Regions from separate parts of the Sus scrofa genome. Here regions 1, 3 and 4 are each linked to region 2. A link is a contact called in public Hi-C, HiChIP or PLAC-seq and promoter capture Hi-C data. All regions are on one chromosome and are shown on one strand. Each heading gives the region's core, a stretch centred on a gene start, on an enhancer-like site or on the middle of the called end of the contact. The rest is flanking DNA. Distances are from core to core; before and after follow the strand shown. Region 1 has its middle 22 kb from the start of SKIDA1. Region 2 holds the start of BMI1 (BMI1 proto-oncogene, polycomb ring finger). Region 3 holds the start of SKIDA1 (SKI/DACH domain-containing protein 1). Region 4 holds the start of OTUD1 (OTU domain-containing protein 1).

Region 1 (3,207 bases), core at 376-2,875, 760 kb after region 2:
TGGGAACTGGGAATCATGAGAATTATTTATGCAAGGAACAAAAATTAATTATTAGGAATTCAGTAATCACCAAATAAACTCTGAGCTTTGAGGTTAAAAATAGAAGACTATCTTCATGTTCAATTATACAGTATCAATTACTAATACAACTGATGTTTCAGCATCTCCATGAGACCAGATACCATCTTCTATGGAGATATCTTGGTATTAATTAATGACTGCTTTATTCTCATTATTCACAAGGAAAAATAGGGGTCGTGTCACATTAAAATTAAGATTATCTTAGTTTATCTGGGCTCTTAAACAAAGATCATTCAAAGTAATTATATTTTGAATTAACAAAGGTAGGCAATTTATCTCGGGTTTTTTTTTTTTTTTGGTTCAAAGACAAAAAATAAAGATAAAAAATCAGCAAAATTTCATTTTGAAGATAGAAAGAACCAAACAAACATGTCTTGACTTTTGCAATATTTCCCTTGCTAAAGGGGGAATGAGGGAACTATAAAAGACGTGACTTTGCAAAGTCAAGTCCTTTTTAAAAGACTCAGATCGAAATTCTTGCTATGCAACAAGGATTCAGGTTTGATTAATTTTCTGCAAGCGACGTGACAGCGGTGTTTTAAAAGATTAATTAAAATTGAAGTGATACGGAGCAGGAATTCAACCTGCAGAGGCGTCCCAGGCGCCTTGGGGGGGCTTTGCAAGCGAGTCCCAAGCCCAAACTATGGGCTTTCCCGAGCCTGGGACGCAGCTCCCTGTCTCCTGGAGAGGAACGCGGAATTTGGCAAGGCGCCCGCCTGGCCGCCTGGCATCCCGAGCTGGCCGCCAGCTCTCGGGGGTGGAGACGGGGTGTGTCCCGGGGAACCCGCTGCCTTGAGAACTGCTGGCGCAGCTTTCGATCAGCCAGTGAGGTCCAGGGCCACTCCGAGAGGCCTGAGGAGACTCCAGGCAGCCTCGAGCTGACGGCCCCAGGCTGCGTCCAATTTCCGGGGGGAGGGGACACCGATTTTGTACCTGGGCTCACGTGGAGCCCCCTCCAGGGTCGTGAGCGTGGGAGGCGCGTGGATAGCGCTCTGCGAAGACGCATCCCCAGAGCTGAGGACGTGGAGGGCTCGGTCGTTGGGCTGCGGCTGCCGGGCCAGGGAACCGGCCTGCTGGGCTGTCCTGCCTCTTGGGCTCGGACTCGGGATTCCGGGAGGCCCTTCGCTGCTCTGCCGCCCAGCCACGTCCCCCTACCTTTTCGCTCACTTTCCCGCCCGGCTTCTCCCCTCCCCCCGCATCCCTGTGCCCTCGCTCCCCTCCGCGACGCTTCGCCCGAGTAAGGAATCAGCGGCGTGCAATTGTAACTACTCAAGGAGACACAATCGCGGGAGCTCTCGGGGTCGCGCGCGGCGGAGAGGCGATGCGGGTGGCGCCCCAGAGGGTGGGTGGGGGAAGCAGGGGGCGTTTGTTTGCAATTCGCCTCCCCTCGGCGCGAAGTACGGTGTCCCCTTCTCTCCACCTGGGGGCAGGGGTCCGGACCGTGAGGCCGAGCCGCGCGGGGCCCTCTCTTGGCTGCGTCGGCGGGATAGGTTCTGTGCCCGTGGGTCCCCGGCTGCGCGGTGGGGGCGCCGCCGGGCGGCCTCCCGGCTGGGTCAAGCCTCCGCCCAGCGGCGACGCGGGGAAACCCCTGCCCCTGCGGCGGGTCCTAGGGGACACATCCTGAAAGGATCCCTGGGGGTTCTCCGCGCTGCGGAGGCGACACGGTTTCTCCCACCCCTCCCGTCTGCCTCTCCCACCCTCGTCCCGGAGACCTCGGAGTGGCGAGAAGTGGGAGGGGAGGCGGGTAAACAGAAGGCGAAGGCCTGGGAGCCGGAGCTGGGGGAATCAGGGTCGGAAAGGAGGCACTGAGACGCGGAGAAGAGGCTGTGGGGCCAGGCGGGCTCGGCTTAAGAGGGCGGGGTGGGGGGCGAGGCGAGAGTCCCTTCCCTTCCCATCCGAGTGGCGCAAGGGCCCCTCTTCCCCGGGGAACCCCCACCCAGCAGCTTCCAACCTCGAGAACAAAGGGTCTGGGAAGCACGGTCGGGGTCGGGGAGCAGAGGTGGAGGGAGGCAGGAAGGCAGGCGGTGGGGGCAGGGGAGGGTGCCTCGCCACATTTCCTCTCGCGGCCGAATGACGGAAAGCTCCCTACAGCAAACGCCTCACCGAGGCCGCTTCAAAATCCGGAGGGCTCGGGTTCCTTACCTAACGGCTGCACTCGCTCCCTTCCTCCCCCAGCGTCCCCACCCCCTCCGGGGACTGCGGCCCGGGAGCTGCAAGGCCGGCGGCGCACCGCGACGCGGACGGAACAGCGGGGCAGCAGCGCCTCCTGCAGGTGCCGTGCGCCTCCGCAGCCGCCGCGCCGCACCGGCTCTTAAGGTGGAACCGGCCTCGTTTCCCACCCGCGCGTTCGGCTCTTCCGCAGCAGTGCTTCCACCCGCCGCAAGCCTCGCGCGAGAAGCTGGCCTGGCCACCCCGAACTGTCGGAGTCTGCTGGTTCCTGCTACTCTTTCCCTGATCCCTTGGTCTCACTACCTGCAGGTCTTCGTCCGTGGATGCCCCGGTATCGATTTCGACAACCACAATTGATAACTCCCTGCTGGTATAAAAGGATGCGTAAGTCACGCGTCCGGGCGTAAAGACCAAAACAGCGTTTCTTTAACTGAAGAGCAAACTTTTATTTTCGTTTATTAAAAGCAGAAGGCCAGCGGGAAAGGGTCGCCAAGGGTTGTTGACTTGTCCATGGGTCTTTCTACTCCAAATGTTCAGGATGAGACTGGCCGGTACGGGAATAGCATTTGACGCCCACAACTTGCAGACTCTTGGGAAGGTGCGGGTGCAAGGGGACGGAAAGGCGCTGGGGCCCCGTAGGAAACCCCTCCTTCTTTATCTCCAGGTTCAGCTTACTCTGGCTCCGATGCTTTGTTTATTTGGTGAAAGCAAGGAACCTGTAGAGTATCGAAGAGCAGATTTTCTTTCTTTTTTTTTAACTAAACGTGCCTGTGCGTGTAAACTCATCGTTTCTCGGGTATAAGTAACCTCAGCGAACTCGAGATTCTTGGGGAAAACCTACGAGCCCCGAGCGGGGCACAAACAAGCCAACTCTGGTTCCGGTGCCATCTGCAATAAATTCCTTTCCTCCGCTCTTCCTTCCATGCCCTGGAGAGGGTCCCCCCTGGGGTTGTCCCA
Region 2 (3,120 bases), core at 593-3,092:
TAGGTTATTTCAAACACCTTTGCACTTGGGGCAGATGTATGAGGATGAACTCAAGTATTAAAAAAATTAAAAATTTGCTCATAAAAATCAATCTCTAAGGGATTCTACTTAAATTAAAACTCAAATGTTAATACAGTCTCATAAGTTAGCATATGCTGTTAACAATTGGCATCCTAAGTTTCAAGACTTTAGTGTGGTTTATAATATGTTTCTGCAACATGAGAGTTAAGGTTCTTATAAAACATAGGTTGAACTACTCATAACATTCTAGACATCACCAACCTACACTTGGATTTGAATAAATATGCCTAGAATTTTGCCTACTTTAAAGGAAGGGGTTAATACATGCTCCTCTTTCAAATATTGAACCGTGACCACTAAGCCCACTAAATCCTTTTATTGCAATTGGGAATGATCAAAGTCTCTCTACTTGTTTACTTCCAATTATTAACTGTAAATCTCTGGGAAAAAGATCATGCTATATCGCTGTCAAACCCCAAAGACTGCGTAAACATATGCCATCAACTTTTTAGTGCTCATTTTCCAAAGCATCTCTTCACCACATGACCCATGCTGACATTTAGCAAAACCTATGAAACGTTGTGGACTTAAGTAATGGTTCTGGGTGCATCCCATACTAGAGGTTGAAAGAAAAACTATAGTCTTTGAGAGGGGGGAAAAAAAGAAAAAAGAAAGAAAGAGAGGAAACCTCTTGCAAGACTAACGTCCACTCACCATCATCACTCCAAAAAAAGCTCCAAATTTGAAATGCCCACTTCCCAGTGAGCACGTCCCAAGTAGTGTTTGGAGGACTTATCCGAGACTCCCAACAAATAACACCTTGAAAACTTTACCATTTTAAACACAAATGCAGGAGACCTAGGAAACAACTGGGAACCGCCATCTTACAAGCCATCTAATTTCACACAAGTGTCCCTCCAACTTAAGTTAATAACATTTTTGTTCGGGCTCTCTCCAGTCTAACATCCACCTTAGCGGGATCGCTGCCCCCCACGCAACCCGTCCCTATAAAATGGGGGCGTTCTCTGGCTGTTAAAACCCCTCCAAAGCCCTTTCTTCGGGAGAGGAGGGAAGCCACTTGACCCAAGCAGCTCCCGATTTCAGGCACCCGTCCCCGTTTCATCAAAATCTACCTCTCAACAAAGGGCGCCGTGGCCGGGAGAGCCGCAGAGGCTGCAAATAGAAGTGTTCTTCTCGGGGGCCATGTGCGTCGCGAGGGTGTAGAGGGGCGCTCGGGGGAGAAAGGAACTAAAACGTGGGGCCGCGCGCGGCGCGTCCGGGCTGGAGCGGGCGGCGGCTGGAGCGGCGCCGAGGCCGGCTGGCGGCGGCGGCGCGGCGCGGGCTGCGGGTCGGTCCCGGCGCCGCGGGAGTCGGCGGGCGGCGGCGGGCGCGCGCTCGCGGGCGCGGGCGGCGCGCGGGGCCGGCGGGCGGCGGCGCGGGGCTCGGCGCCCACGCTGTCAGCGCCCTCCCGGCCGGCGCGGGCGAGACGCGGGGGGGCCGCTCCCGGTCCACCCGCGGCCGGCCCGAGCCCCGCACGGCCCCCGCCGCCCCCAGGCCCCGTCCCGGAGGCGCCTAGCCTCCTACGTACCCGGAAAAAGCAGCCGGCGAGAGACGATCGAAGCGGGCGGAAAAGACAATGAAAGTTAAAAGTCGTTCAGCAGAAAATGAATGTGAGCCAAGCGGCCATCTTGAAGCGAGCTGCAGACGCCGCTGTCAATGGGCAACGAGCGCAGCCGAGAGGAGCGGCGGCCGCCGCGCTCGGCTCATGCTGCCTCCCGAGCCCGGCCTCCTCCTCCTCCTCCTCCGCCTCGGCCTCCTCCTCCTCCGCGGCCTCCTCCTCCTCCTCCTCCTCGGCCTCCAACGCCTCCTCCTCCTGGGCCTCCTCCTCCTCCTCCTCGGCCGCCGCCGCCTCCTCCCGCTCCTCACTCGGGGGAGGGAGCGCGCGGAGGGGGCGCGATCAGTATTATTCTGCGGGGCTGGGAGGTGTTTCTAATCCGGATCGGGGCTCCCTCACCACCATCCCCATTGTCTCGCCCCGATCTCTGCCTTTAATACTACGATTATTATTTCATAGTTGCCGTGGGGGGAGGAGGGCGGGTGGGGGGGCGCCGTGTGTGTGCGTGCGGAGCGGCGGGGGGGAGGGGAGGAAGGATGAGGAGGGGGGAGGGGATGGTGGAAAAAAAAAAAAGCACTGCTGAAGGCAGAGTGGAAACTGACACCGGCTCCAAAATGGCTCAGAGTCCGCCCGCCCCCTCCCCCCGCCGCCCCCCCTCCGGGTCACGTGCTCCCCTCATTCCTTAAGGGCGGCCTGGGAATTAGTGTCGGTGTAGTCGGGCCCGCGGCCGCCCCCTCCCCTCGGAGCAGCGCTACCCGGCCCCCTCCCCCTCGCTCGGCGCGGCGGCGCTGGCTGCGGAGACATTTCTCCACAGCGCCACCCGCGCCACCCAGCTCTCGGCGCGGGCATCGCTCCGGCCCCGCACGCAGCTCAGCCCACCCCACCCCCCGTTATTTCTTTCTTTCGCCGCCCGCCTCCGCCCGCGGCGCACACGTCCCCGGGCTCCCGCCGAGCCGCCGCCCCCCGCCTGGCCCCACCGGCCCCACGGGCTGCGGCCCAGAATCCGGCGGCGCGGAACCTGCGCCTGAGTTGGGCTCGCGGAAACAACAGCGCCCGCCCCAGTCTTCCCGCGGCCGCGCCGGCCCCCTTCCCCGCCCGCCAGTGGCCGAGGCGGGGCGCGCGCGGGCAGCCGCTCGCTCCGGGCAGGGGCTCGGCGCGGGACCGGCCGGGTCGGGCCTCCGGAGCTCCGCGTGCGAGGGTCGGGCTTCGGGCGAACCCTCGGGCGCAGGTAACGGGATCGGCCGGCTCCCGCCGCGGGGCGACCGCGCCTGCTCCCCACGTCCCGAAGCTGGGGTCTTGAAGCAAAGCCGCCCCCGGAGATCGCATCCTTTCCCACTGTGTTTAACTTAGATCCTGAGAAAAGGCGATCGTTAAAAGTTAACGCCAGTCGTGTCTATGTCCTCAGAGTAATAATTAACAAACTCAAATCCAAACTCTCACCACTCTTTTTGTGGGAACAACTTATTTATTCAAAATGTAATACT
Region 3 (3,182 bases), core at 451-2,950, 730 kb after region 2:
TTGATAACAGACACCTTTAATTTTTCATCCCCATTCTTTTGGCCAGCTTTCACATTAATAATCTAAGCCATAAATGTTGGTAGCTATTGATCGAAATCCCCTGTGTGCATGCAAATCCATCTTAAAGTCCCCTGCCTTTCATGTGTGAGCGCTCAGGGGCCTCTGCTAGATCTTTTTATCGGGATCGACCCCCAATGTGCCTGGAGAAGACCCCGGATATGCAACGTGTGCTGATGGCTACAAGAAAGCTGTCTGTCACATTCTGGGTGTGTGTGTGTGTGTGTGTGTGTGTGTGTGTGTGTGTTAGCGTGCAGCACACTCACGCACGCGCGCGCTCACACCTTAACACACACACACACACACACACATGCAACGATAGGGAAGTTAAAGGAACAAAAGAATGTATTAGACAAGAAGAAAGATGTTTAATAGGAGTATTAAAAATGTATAAGTGTGAAGGTATCTGAGTGCACATACAAAGATACTCGTATAAATTGTATACACAGACCCAGTTCTCAAATCTCTTGGCCTTTATTTTTCTCTATTTGATCCAACAGATTATAACTTTAGTTGTTTTTTTTTAAATCTTAATATTCTACTAGTTTTAAGAATCACCCATATTGCCGGTATTTTAAAGGTGGAAGGGGAGGAAGGAGAGGAAAAGGTGATTTTTGAAATAGCTACTAAATAATGTTGTCTTGTGCAGGAGGAATAGGAGTGTGTGTGTGTGTGTGTGTGTGTGTGTGTGTGTGTGTAATTCTAAATAGGAATCAAGAACAACTAGAACTACCTGGCCCAAAGGGGGGGAAAAAAAAAAAGAGACGTTCTAGCCAACCTTTTGTAATATCTTCTCAAAGCGTTTTCTGAGTTTACTATTTCTTGGCTGTTTGGTGGAAATCTTAAAGCTGGGGGAGGGGAATTGGACGACTATGGGGTGGGGTGGGAGGAAGAGGGCTGGCAGCATAAAAGTGCATCAGGAGGAATTTTAAAACATTATTGTCATTGGCAATAGAAAGACACTGGTCATTCTACTTTAAAAAGCAAACACCAGCATCTGCTTTTCCTGGAAACTTTGCATTCTGCCAAAACCTTTTGCATTTTGCCTCCTGTGAAAGTGAAAGAGAAAAACGCGGTGTGATAGATCCAGATGCAAAAGAAAGCCAACTCGGTGGATGGTATTAGCTGTGACGAGGCATTGTTCATTGCTGCCTCTCGGTTACGTTTAAAGCCTGAAATATCACGAGATCCATTCAATGATCCTTCTCTCATTCAAGGGACAAAAATGTAATTTGCTGTAGCTCTGATTTCTTGGATGGAAATGCTAGCCTTAGATTTCAAAGGCAAGAACTAGACATCGCGGTTTGTACACACATTGATTAAGTTGAAGAGCGGCGATTACATCTGTGCGGAGTGCAACAGTAGTCCAGGGCTGACTTTTCAAATCCCAACCTCTGAGTTACAGACGCTCTTAAATAGACTTCCTTAATTTCCGGATGCACTTCTTGAAATTCCCAATTCTCTTCAAAATTCCTGGGAAATTACATGGAAGACGAGGGTGGGGGTAGGGAACTATGGCTGAGATTTCATGCAAACTACCTTTTTGTATGTCTGATTCCTCGGTTTTTAATCTCTCTCTCTCTCTCTCTCTCTCTCTCTCTCTCTCTCTCTCTCTCTCTCTCTCGCCATACCTGCTTATGCTAGCCAGAGCAGGGGAAGCTGGAACTTTTGAATGTGAAGGAAGAAATTACTGTACAATTTTTTTCTTGCAGGGTCAGAAATATCCGTTTATTCTTTTAACCACACGGATGTCTCTATTTTTGGAAGAGCAAGGAAATATATAAATGCCTGGGTTGTATTTGTGCTGTAGTTGCAAACACCGAGCAGTTAAGAAGATTTTGCCGAATTTTGCAAAGCAGCCAACAAACCGCCTTGGGATCGTGGTAATGCGACTGGGAAGACCTTTGCTCTCATTTGGCAATATTTTGGATATCCTTGAAAATGACACCAAAATATGCCTTAATTTGACTAAGAAGAGGTTAAACAATATTGGTATTCATCCAAAGTGATTTTTTTTTTTAAAGCAGATGCTTGGCTTTCATGGAAAAAATGGGAGTTGTGGAAGATTCATTTAAACTACCAACCAAAAGCATCCTAGACCACTGAAATAGTCTGCATCGTACATCAGCACTTTCTTTTCATCTTTATTACGTAAAACCTCTGGAAGCACCTTGGGCGGTTTACATTTTCTTTTCTTTGCTACAGAAGCAGTCCCTTCCATGGAATTCTGACCTGTGGTGAACAGGACCCTGGCAAAGGCTCTGCTGGGGACTCTAGGAAGATCCCGCCTCCGATCCAGCCTGGTTAATTGTGAAAAGTGTACACATTTCTGGCTTATCTATGCTTTGTTATGGGTCTGACGTGAAACTACCTCCTCCCCAGCCCACCCCCCAGCAGAGCACCAAAATCCAGTTGAATTGTTACAGTGTTTCGGAGCTGGAGCCTTGAACTGCTTCCTTGGTCAAATAACTTTGTTTCTGTGTAAAAAGGCATTTCAGGGGTGGAAAAAAAAGGAAAATCGAGAGAAATTCAAAACGTAAGTCTGTACTGGGGTGGTTCACCGCGCGGATTTAACTTTGGAGTTCCCAGTCAGGCTCCTTCCCCACTCCCAAAAGGGAAATACCAAGCTATTCTGCACGTTTACGCTTAAGCTTCATTTTCCAAAGGAAAAGGGGGAGGGGTGTATCTATTTAGGCTTGATAATGTCTTAAAAATGCTTTTCTTTGAGATGATAATAGCTATAGCGGTAAAATGCAAATAAAGCAAAAAATAGGCAATATTCCTTTAAAGGCGAATATACAGGTTTTTTTTTTTTTTTTTTTTTTTTTTTTTTAAAGCGTACACACACTGCTTCTGATGAAGTCTGTGAGTCAGGCTGTTTCTGAGCTTCGATAGTTTAATGGAAAGATTTATATACCGACTGTATTATTTACTTTGGGAGGGGAGGTGGCAGTATAAGGGTATGCTAATTAGTGGGAGATTTTGGGGGGAAGGGGTGGAATATCAATTTTTATTGCATCACCTGTCAGGAGTGTCCAATCAGCGCTGGCTTTAGGGGAATTAATTGATGAAGGTGTCTCCGGACGAGCTCACTTCACTCTGTCATTTTATTTGTAGCTAAAGCA
Region 4 (2,913 bases), core at 35-2,534, 970 kb before region 2:
GATGATAAACTCCCCCACGTCGCCCTCGATCAGGGGGCTGAAGTGGTCGAGGTGGTCGGCGATGTAGTGCACCGTCTGCTCCCGCAGCTCCCGGTGCAGGCTCTGGTCCCCGTACACCGCCTTGCTGACTGCTCGGTAGAGGCAGTTGCCGTCGGGAATGATGTGAAAGCGGTACTTGTTCCTCTGCCGCAGGTACTTGTCCTGCCTCTCCACCTCCGCCAGGTACAGAGCCAGCTTCTCGTCCCGGGGATCCGACCTGGAGACGATCACCGCCTCGGCCGCGCCGCCCGGGGCCGCCTCGCCGCTCCGGGCCGGGGTTGCCTGGGCCTCCGGGTCGGGCCGCCGCGGCTCGTCGGCCCCGGGAGAGTCGCCGCGGTCGCCGGCCCTGTCCCAGCCGCGGAGGCTTCTCTCCGCCGGGCGCTCCTCGGCCCACGGCCCGGGCTCCGGGCTCCCCGGGGGTGGCGCGGGGCCTCGGTGTTTGGCGGCGGCCAGGGCCTGGCGGTGCTCGCTCAGTCGGAAGTTTCTGTCGGGCCCCTCGCGGGCCGCGTCCAGGCCGGCGGGCTCGGGGCAGTCGGGCCTCAGCAGTTCCTCCAGAAGCCAGGCCGAGGAGCCCCGCCGTGGCGGGACCGGGGCGCCGGACGCCGGGGCCAGGAGGAGGCAGCGGCCGCGCGGGGCGGTAGGCGCGGCGGCGCCGGGCTCGGGGCTGCGCAGCAGGAGCCGGTCGGCGCCCAGGGCCCGCACGGTGATCTGCGCGGTGGACGTGTAATGTGGCGGCAGCGGCGGCTTGCAGGACCCGCCGGGAGGCCCGGCAGCGGCGGCCGTGGCGGGGGCGGCGGCCCCGGACACCACCTCGAAACAGGAGGAGAAGGCGGGCATCTTGGAGGCGGGGGCGGCGACGGCGGCTTCGCGGGGCTCGGCGGCCGCGGCCGACTGGCACTCACCGGTCTCGGGCTCTGGCGCGCCGCTGGCGGGTCCCGGGGGCTGCAGAGAGACCTTGAACGGGGCGGCAGCGGCAGCGGCTGGCGGAGCGGGGGCTGTGGGACCCGGGCCCCCGGCTGGGAAGTGGGTGCAGACGCTGCTGTAGAGCTGCATGTCCCTGCCCGCTGCTCGGCTCCTTATAGGCGCGCCGAGCCCCGGTGAGGGGACACACCCTCCGGGCCCGGGGGAGGGGGCCGGCCGAGCGCGGTGACCCAGTGCCCCGAGAATAGAAATGACCGAAGAGCTGCCGGCGCGTCAGGAGCCGCAAATAACGCCCGGGTCCCCGCCAAATTCCTGCTGCGCCACAGCGTGCGGTGGGGGCGGGGAGGGGACGCGCGCTCGACCCCTGCCGGCGCGCTCGGCCCGCAGACACGGGGCGCCGCGCCCGCTGCCGCTGCTCCGGCCCGCGGCGGCCGCTGGGTACTCTCGGAGGAAGCCGCCCTCCCCGCTGGAGAGCGTCCCGCCGGCAAGAGCAGAGAGGGCCGCGCTGAGGGGCCAGGAGGCGGGGCCGCAGTTGTTTACCTCAGACCGCGCGGCCGCGTCACGTGCCCTCGCTGGAATGCGCGGCTCGTCGCTGCGTCCCATTCAATCGCGCGGGATCGCCACGCCCCTCGGGCCTGCTCCGCCCCGTTCGGCGACGTCATGGGCGTGGCCCGTAACGCGGGCCGTGAGCGGCGGGCGCGCGGGCGGGAGAGCGCCGGGCTGCGAACCTAGCGCGGTCGAGGGACTCTTGGCCGCTCACCCGCTGAAGCCGTACGTTTTGGCGCCGCGTTTTTCTGCGCTACTTTAGCAGATCGTGGCGGGCTGGGCGCTGCTGGACGCGGTCTAGAATGCTTGGAAGACTGCGTTTCTTAAGAGCGCTGCCCTAAAACTTTCATGGCACCAATGCCGTCTTTTTCATTTACTCCCTTAGATTATGTTGTTAACGTAGCGTGTCGCTTCCCTTTCTCCCCAGCACCTTACTGCCCGGCTAAACCGAAACCAACTTTTCTGCACCCCTAACCCATATCAACAAGTAAATACAACACTGAGAGAAATACCAAATGCCTAACCTAGAAATACTAATTGCCTGATTAGGCACAGCTGCTACCATAGGTCAGCAGCAAAGTGACGCATTCAGAGAACGCTGAAATTGAATAGAATATTGAAAATAGTTCTACCCAACGGTGTTAGTTGTTCCTGTTTGTAAAGAAAAGCCATGACACTCAAATGTTCGATCATGTATTGACTGTATAGTAGGGAGCACTGCTTCTGCTCTATTTTGAGTTTTGAGCATATGCTAAACTAACAGGGCTTAAACGTTCAAAGGGAACCTAAGAAGCTATTCTACCATTCTAATGATGGGAAAATAAGCTATGGAATACGCCTCCCCTCACGCTTCTGCTGATGCCACGAACGGAAAAACTTCGTCTTATCGGCGATTACAGTTATTGAACCAACACTAGCACAGAGCCTGGCACATAGTTGGAACTAATTAATATTTACTGAATGAATTAGCTAATGAAGGAGGCGTTCCCAAGACAGTGGAGAAGCCAGAACTACCATCCTGGCCTCCTGATCCCAGCCAGGACTTTTAATTTGCAGTGGTGGGTGCGACAGGCAGGGTCCCAGCAGGTTCCTTTGAACCTGTTAGGTAAGTCAACTCAGAAGGGTAAACAACCATGTAAATGCCTAACCATCTTTTCAGCTTGGGAACTTGTAGACCCCACTGACCAATTAGGAAAGAGAAATTACTCAGATTTCATCGTTGATTGGGACTGTCCACCCGGAACTCTACTTTTAGCCTTTCAGTAGCTGGTGCTCTGAAACAGAAGACAAAACAATTAACAATAAAATAATCCTCAAATAGTATTTGCTGAGTACCCACTGTGTGCATAGCAGAGCTAGCAAACAGGAGCATGGAGGGAGATAAGGAAACTATCTTTAAAAAATTTT

Evidence for each region. Promoter capture Hi-C pulls out the DNA fragments that hold promoters and counts their contacts. Hi-C and Micro-C count contacts between places; a contact is called where the count stands out from the background. HiChIP or PLAC-seq counts read pairs in DNA pulled down with a chosen protein or histone mark.
Region 1: an H3K27ac HiChIP or PLAC-seq map of alveolar macrophages shows a contact between it and region 2. The contact joins the enhancer-like site here to the promoter of BMI1 in region 2. A contact is called at or near these places in 1 of 5 promoter capture datasets (fetal skeletal muscle), 7 of 47 Hi-C or Micro-C datasets (brain, embryonic fibroblasts, fetal heart ventricle and 3 more) and 1 of 2 datasets of contacts at active chromatin or transcription factors (alveolar macrophages).
Region 3: a contact with region 2 is called in a Hi-C map of embryonic fibroblasts, with 2.3 times the contacts expected there. The contact joins the promoter of SKIDA1 here to the promoter of BMI1 in region 2. A contact is called at or near these places in 3 of 5 promoter capture datasets (fetal liver, fetal skeletal muscle and liver), 15 of 47 Hi-C or Micro-C datasets (alveolar macrophages, embryonic fibroblasts, epiblast stem cells and 9 more) and 2 of 2 datasets of contacts at active chromatin or transcription factors (alveolar macrophages and skeletal muscle).
Region 4: a promoter capture Hi-C map of liver shows a contact between it and region 2, with 4 times the contacts expected there. The contact joins the promoter of OTUD1 here to the promoter of BMI1 in region 2. A contact is called at or near these places in 1 of 5 promoter capture datasets (liver) and 4 of 47 Hi-C or Micro-C datasets (heart right ventricle, liver, mesenteric adipose tissue and 1 more).

What each region holds. Positions count from the first base shown.
Region 1 is chr10:53,350,861-53,354,067 of Sscrofa11.1, forward strand. No RefSeq gene overlaps it. Among named protein-coding and RNA genes, the nearest start is that of SKIDA1, 22 kb to the left of the region's middle. Within about 2 kb of position 1,626, at least 59 of the 83 cell types and tissues checked have an H3K27ac peak or open chromatin away from gene starts, as enhancers often do. A contact at or near this core is called in alveolar macrophages, brain, fetal skeletal muscle and 2 more, where this site is marked.
Region 2 is chr10:52,594,312-52,597,431 of Sscrofa11.1, forward strand. It overlaps BMI1 (BMI1 proto-oncogene, polycomb ring finger), which reads right to left and starts at 1,843. Exons shown (of 10, transcript NM_001285971.1): 1 at 1,610-1,843. COMMD3 (COMM domain-containing protein 3) reads right to left here. Exons shown (of 8, transcript XM_005668159.3): 8 at 3,080-3,120.
Region 3 is chr10:53,328,441-53,331,622 of Sscrofa11.1, forward strand. It overlaps SKIDA1 (SKI/DACH domain-containing protein 1), which reads left to right and starts at 1,701. Exons shown (of 2, transcript XM_021064948.1): 1 at 1,701-2,593. It overlaps LOC102158457 (a long non-coding RNA gene), which reads right to left and starts at 1,521. Exons shown (of 3, transcript XR_001299330.2): 1 at 1,372-1,521.
Region 4 is chr10:51,620,025-51,622,937 of Sscrofa11.1, forward strand. It overlaps OTUD1 (OTU domain-containing protein 1), which reads right to left and starts at 1,285. Exons shown (of 1, transcript XM_021064917.1): 1 at 1-1,285. The coding sequence starts at 1,092.